2 separate regions of the Zea mays genome follow, and region 2 is linked to region 1. The links are chromatin contacts, called in public Hi-C maps. All regions are on one chromosome and are shown on one strand. The core of a region is the stretch at or near the end of the contact, and the rest is flanking DNA. Distances in the headings are between cores, read along the strand shown.

What was found. Hi-C and Micro-C count contacts between places; a contact is called where the count stands out from the background.
Region 2: a contact with region 1 is called in a Hi-C map of leaf, with 2.5 times the contacts expected there. The contact joins the enhancer-like site here to the promoter of LOC100857064 in region 1.

What each region holds. Positions count from the first base shown.
Region 1 is chr5:194,993,893-194,996,592 of Zm-B73-REFERENCE-NAM-5.0, reverse strand. It overlaps LOC100857064 (probable WRKY transcription factor 51), which reads left to right and starts at 1,305. Exons shown (of 4, transcript XM_020537772.3): 1 at 1,305-1,999; 2 at 2,135-2,184; 3 at 2,308-2,478. The coding sequence starts at 1,694.
Region 2 is chr5:195,049,069-195,051,768 of Zm-B73-REFERENCE-NAM-5.0, reverse strand. No RefSeq gene overlaps it. Among protein-coding and RNA genes, the nearest start is that of LOC100274345, 20 kb to the left of the region's middle. Within about 2 kb of position 1,333, at least 17 of the 20 cell types and tissues checked have an H3K27ac peak or open chromatin away from gene starts, as enhancers often do. A contact at or near this core is called in leaf, where this site is marked.

The DNA.
Region 1 (2,700 bases), core at 56-2,555:
AGAGAGATAAATGAGATAGGAAAAAAAACTCGTATCGGTGAATCCGGAGCCCTAGTGTTGTTAGTGTCTGCTATCTAGCAAGGCTGATGACAAAGATGATACAGAGATAAAGGGGTAGACGAGATGAAGAGGACAAGGCTACATTGGAGGTCGAGGATTAGCAAGAGTAATGCCATGAGCCCTTGCCAATTAGTGGTGGCGGGGAGCAACACCCTACCTATCGGGTGGGGGCACGAAGATGATATCTCACAAGAGAGGTAGGTAGCTAGAGTGAGAGAGGAGATATAGAAGCAAGAGAGGAAATGAGTTATGGTTCCACGAGAAGGAGGGAGCAGGGGTACAACATCGTTATATACCTCTGCCTCCTAACCGGCAAATCAGCAATTGAGAGGAGAGGGGGACAGGGGCATCAACAGCAAGTGATACCAAGCGTCATGCTGCTTGTATGATAACTTTTTAGCATGTGCCATGTCGAGGTCGACATTACGTGCTGACGTGGTGGTCTAGACATGGTTGATGGTCCTATCAATATATCATGTTTTGCACAGAAACTAGGGGTCTTAGGTCGATCCATGCTTGAGCCGTGTTTTTTAGTGTCATATTATCTAGACTGCCGGGCCTGTTTTGCCAACTTCAGGGCAAATGGCACTATAATGGAAAGGTTAGAGAAATACTAATGCTTTTGTAGCGAAATAATGTGGTTCGTCAATTGCTCTGGCTTTGCTAGCTTTTGGGAGGATAGTTTTTCCACCTATGCAAGTTAAAGCGATAGAGCTAAATGGGTGGTCATTTTTTGGGAGGATAGGTGGAAAAGCTAGCAAAACCTGCTCTGAACACGTACCCAAGACGGTGATGATTCAAAGGAGATGCCGTATTGAAATGTGCGCACTACAGAGACACTGAAAACGAGTGAACCGGCCGGCCAGTGCATGATCTTTTTGCGAGGAGAGCATCCCTAGCTAAAAAGGACATGCAGATATGGGTCGATTGGGCAATCGATCGCAGGGCAGGGGGACAAAAGGTACAATCAGTGCTATTCCTGTATGCCAAACAATCGCTGAAATAGTATACGGGCCGCCTGAAAAGCCCTTGCCGGTTGAGGCGCCACTGAAGACGCAATTAGCTTGGAAAGCTGATCGAGACAGAAAAGCATATGCATATGCATGCAAGGAGCCAGCAACAGCCAAGGACTGAAACACACGGCCCAGTTAACGCAACGCAAGACGCAACAGCATTGCAGCGGGATTTTCCTTTGTATCAAACCCACGCATCTATGATACACTCCTAGCGAGATGAGATAGGTGAAAAAAAGAGAGGCATATCTCTGGCACCACATGAAAGCTGCAGATGAATTAGCTAGCACGACCTAGCTAGCTGGGGCCTGGGACAGGCCAACAGCTAGTACTGAAGCAAGTACTGTACACACGGCACAATCTGCGCTAGAGGCCCAGGGCTAGCTTAGCTTGCTCCGGTATCCATGGTCCTCGATCCTCAAGCGGCCATATAGCCCGCCCCACACCACCAACCACTAACCTACCTCAAAGCATCATCGTCGTCAACCTCAACCTTATCATGCACAGTTGACACCGAAAGGAGAGAGAGACCCATTCTATCCTGCTGCGAATTCTGTGCCCCGCCCGCCCAACCAAGAACCGCACTTGCATCGTCCAGATCGATCATCGCTAGCGCATATATGCAGGCATATATGGAGGGAGGCCAGTTGTTGGGGGCTTGCTGCCTTCCTGGCTTCCTTGTGCCGGATCACTACGCCGCCTTCCCTCTTCCTCTCCCGCTACAACTTCCTAGCCAGCCAAACGATAATAGGCTTTTCCAGATGCCGTTTGACCAGGAAGAAGCCGAGAACCATGGCGGGATGCTCTACTCCGACCAATGTGGACTATACCCGCTGCCGGCCTTCGGCAGCTGCTCTGCTGCCGCCGGCGCAACAGCGAAGCCTACTGCTGGTTTCATGCCCAGTACTATTGGCGCTGAGACGAAGGTGAGGTGAACTAGCTTGCTTGAAGGTTTTTCTGCATAATATACGATTAAGCTCGTAGTCCTACTACATATATGTCGACCGGCGTCCTAATTTCTTGCTTGTTCCTTATGAGACGTTTCTTTCTTCCGCATGCAGGTCTGCACCTCGCTGACTACTAAAGGTTGCAACGAGAGTAATAGCACATGGTATGCTCTCCCTCTCCCTCTCTCTCTCTCTCTCTGTAATGTTTCTTGAACTAAACCTTTGGCTATAGTCCGTTAGGGTTTGATGGTGTGTGTGGAAGCTAAGCGTGGCGTGTGATTGTGCAGGTGGAAGGGGTCAGCAGCTACGATAGCGGAGAGAGGGAAGATGAAGGTGAGGAGGAAGATGAGGGAACCGAGGTTTTGCTTCCAGACCAGAAGCGATGTGGATGTACTGGATGATGGCTACAAGTGGAGGAAGTACGGGCAGAAGGTTGTCAAGAACAGCCTCCATCCAAGGTATCGATCTGCAACCCACATCACATTCCATGAATTCGTGTCGTAGAGGTTGTTATCCATGAGACCATGACTAGCTCTACAAACTGTGCACACTCCGTGCCATGCTTAGCTTGCTTTTCTTTTGTTTGTTACGAATATGTGGAAGCTAGCAGAGACCGATTAACAAGTTAATCTTAGATGGTGAATGTGTTTAGGATCGGATCTAATAAGCAGTACACGCGT
Region 2 (2,700 bases), core at 84-2,583, 55 kb before region 1:
ATTCTTCTATTTATAAAGACCACCAGCTAGGTGGTGAATGTGAGGGGGCTATAAAAGTTTTTTTTTCCACCGCGTTAACGGACACTGAGTCATCGAAGCAGTGATTTTGAAGCACTGCGCAGGTGTTGGATCGGACTTGGACAGGATCCAATCATCAAGCCAGTTGTCATGCCAGAAAGAGGTTGCTCTCCCGTTCTGAACTCGGGGTCCTTGTGATCCTTCGGTAGGCAACACGTTGTCACATGCACGTAAGCATGCATCTGGACAAAAAAACCTTCACCCAATACAGGGGCAATGGGGAAAAAATTTAGTGCAGCCGGCTGCAAACTAGAATGTTTACGGCCTCTCACAAAAAAGGAGGATTGATCCCACCTGCAGGTCCACCAGATAACGTTTTAGTTGTGTTATTGCTGCTGCGGGTGGGTCGGTTGGGTCAATCCTCCTTTTTTGTGAGGGACTACAAACATTCTGGTTTGCAGTCGGCTGCACCAATTTTTTTTCCGCAATGGATATATATGAGCAATGAAATGGAATGTGTTTGATGAGCTCTAGGCACCAATGGTTTGTAATAACCGTCTATCTGATCAACGGATAAACAAGTCATTTTTCTTTGTCGCTCTCCAACCGTATATTTGACCTCTATGTACTTTCAAAAAAAAGTTACTCTGGGTGTTAGACTGTGGTAACCCATAAAATTAGGCCTATTTACAGGTTTACATGAAAGCCCGCTTACAGCCCAGCCCTAATTATTTGACAACAAGCTATGGTACTTGCTGTGACTTTTGTCAACTTCGGGTAGTTTAGGATTTTTTAGGCACTTCTAGAGAGATACAGATATACTGTGTGCGTGTGCGGCTTGCGTTTATACATGTACGTATCCGATGAGTTTGTAGTACATGTATGTACTCTACTCATTTTTGAAATGAAAAAAAGAGCTGGATCTAACCATGTATATATGGCTATGGGTGGCCGTATGGGCAAACATGAAAGACAAGAACATAGGAGCTAGAGCGGGATGAAGCCATACCCATGCGTTCTTGATGCCCCAAAACCTAGATCTAGATAATAGTAATGCCGATATTACCAGGCCTGGCTAATAGCTAGGTAGTGCCTAGTGTAGTGCCTATACCTAGCTACCTGAAGAAAGGCTATGTAAAGCTACCTTTTTTTTTTGCTTCTTTTCATCGGGATATATAGGAGGTTTTGTCTTGCAGCTTGCACAATGCAAAAGATCGACACCCACCGGACACCGATGAAAGCAACAAGCAAGCAAGCTAGCTACGACAACGACCGAGGAGGACACATACATGCATGCATGCAAAAAGCGAGAGAAAACACGGGGAAAAAAGAGCATCAGGGCTGGGCCACACGTACATACAGAGACAGCAGCAGTACACGCGCCATGATTCGATCGAGTTTTCGTAGTACGCGCGTACGTATTTCGTTTCGTTTTCTCCTTGTTGTCACCTTGCGTCGTTTTGGCGGCCCGGCCTGCTCCATGCATGCACGCATGCTACCATATGCATCATATCTCTCCGACGCTGTCGTCTCGACGTGTGCGCGCAGTGGTAAGCTACGACACCGCCGCCACTTTAGGGTTTCTATTCTTTTGTTGCCGCTGCGGCCGCTGCTTGCCTGCGCAGGGCGCGGCAGAATATACGTACGTACGCAACTGTTCCTGTTCACGGTTATCAGCTCGCTCCTGATTTCTTGGGCACGGAGCAGAGCACGCCACCCGTGTGCGACTTGTCAATTATTTCCGTGCCAGCAGCACAGCCGACGACCCGGCCTGCCACTAGCTAGCTAGTTTTGGCCCTGTTTGCGTTTGGAGCCGGCCGGCGCCGTGGCGGCGACATAGGGAATCAGTGGTGCAGTTCAAATGTTGGTTTTGCTCTTCATGGGCTGTAGGCAGAAAAATCATGGTCTCATCGGGAGGCGTTTGCCAAAGATTATTCAGTTCTCAGTCGCTGCGCCGATGTGAAATAAACGGAAATGAACACCCTCTTAGAGTTTTTGGTCGGCGCCATAGCCTGGGAGCACCGGTAGACAACTCAATCTAGTCCTAGGCATCTGAAATCGGACACCTGAGATCGTTGCCTACTAGACGAGGCGGATTTCTCAGCCTGTGAACCAAACAAGCCTAGTACACATGCACTATTATTATTTGCACGATGACAGTGCATTTAGCATATGAAAGTTTAAACGTGAGCTGGGAATAAATATAATATGCATGAGCGTCATCAGCAGTACGTATTTGATGACACCGTACTATGTGCGCATCGGGGAGCAGTGGACCGTCCAGTGGCCCATACTACGGGGGACCTGAAGAAGAGGCTTTTGCAGCAGCTCGCAATGATAGGAATTCGCCCCCCTGCCTCCAGCAAACCGTGGCTCAATCTGGAAACATCAATGTGCGTGCCTGCAGCAGCAGCAGCTGCCACCAGCCATGTGTTTTGTTTGCCAGCATCTTTTGCAGCCCCACTTCCGCGCGCGGTACATAATTACCTGCTTCGCTTTCCAAGCCTCTTTTAGACCCTTTTCAGCATTTTGAAGAATAATATAATCAGCTAGTTGACCACAGCTACGATTGCATTGTATATCTGTTAATTGTGGCGTGTATCACTGTGCGATTTTTTCTGTCATTACTTGGTTTCAGTAAGAACTTATATATGCTCCAACCATATTGTTAGGGTTTTTTCC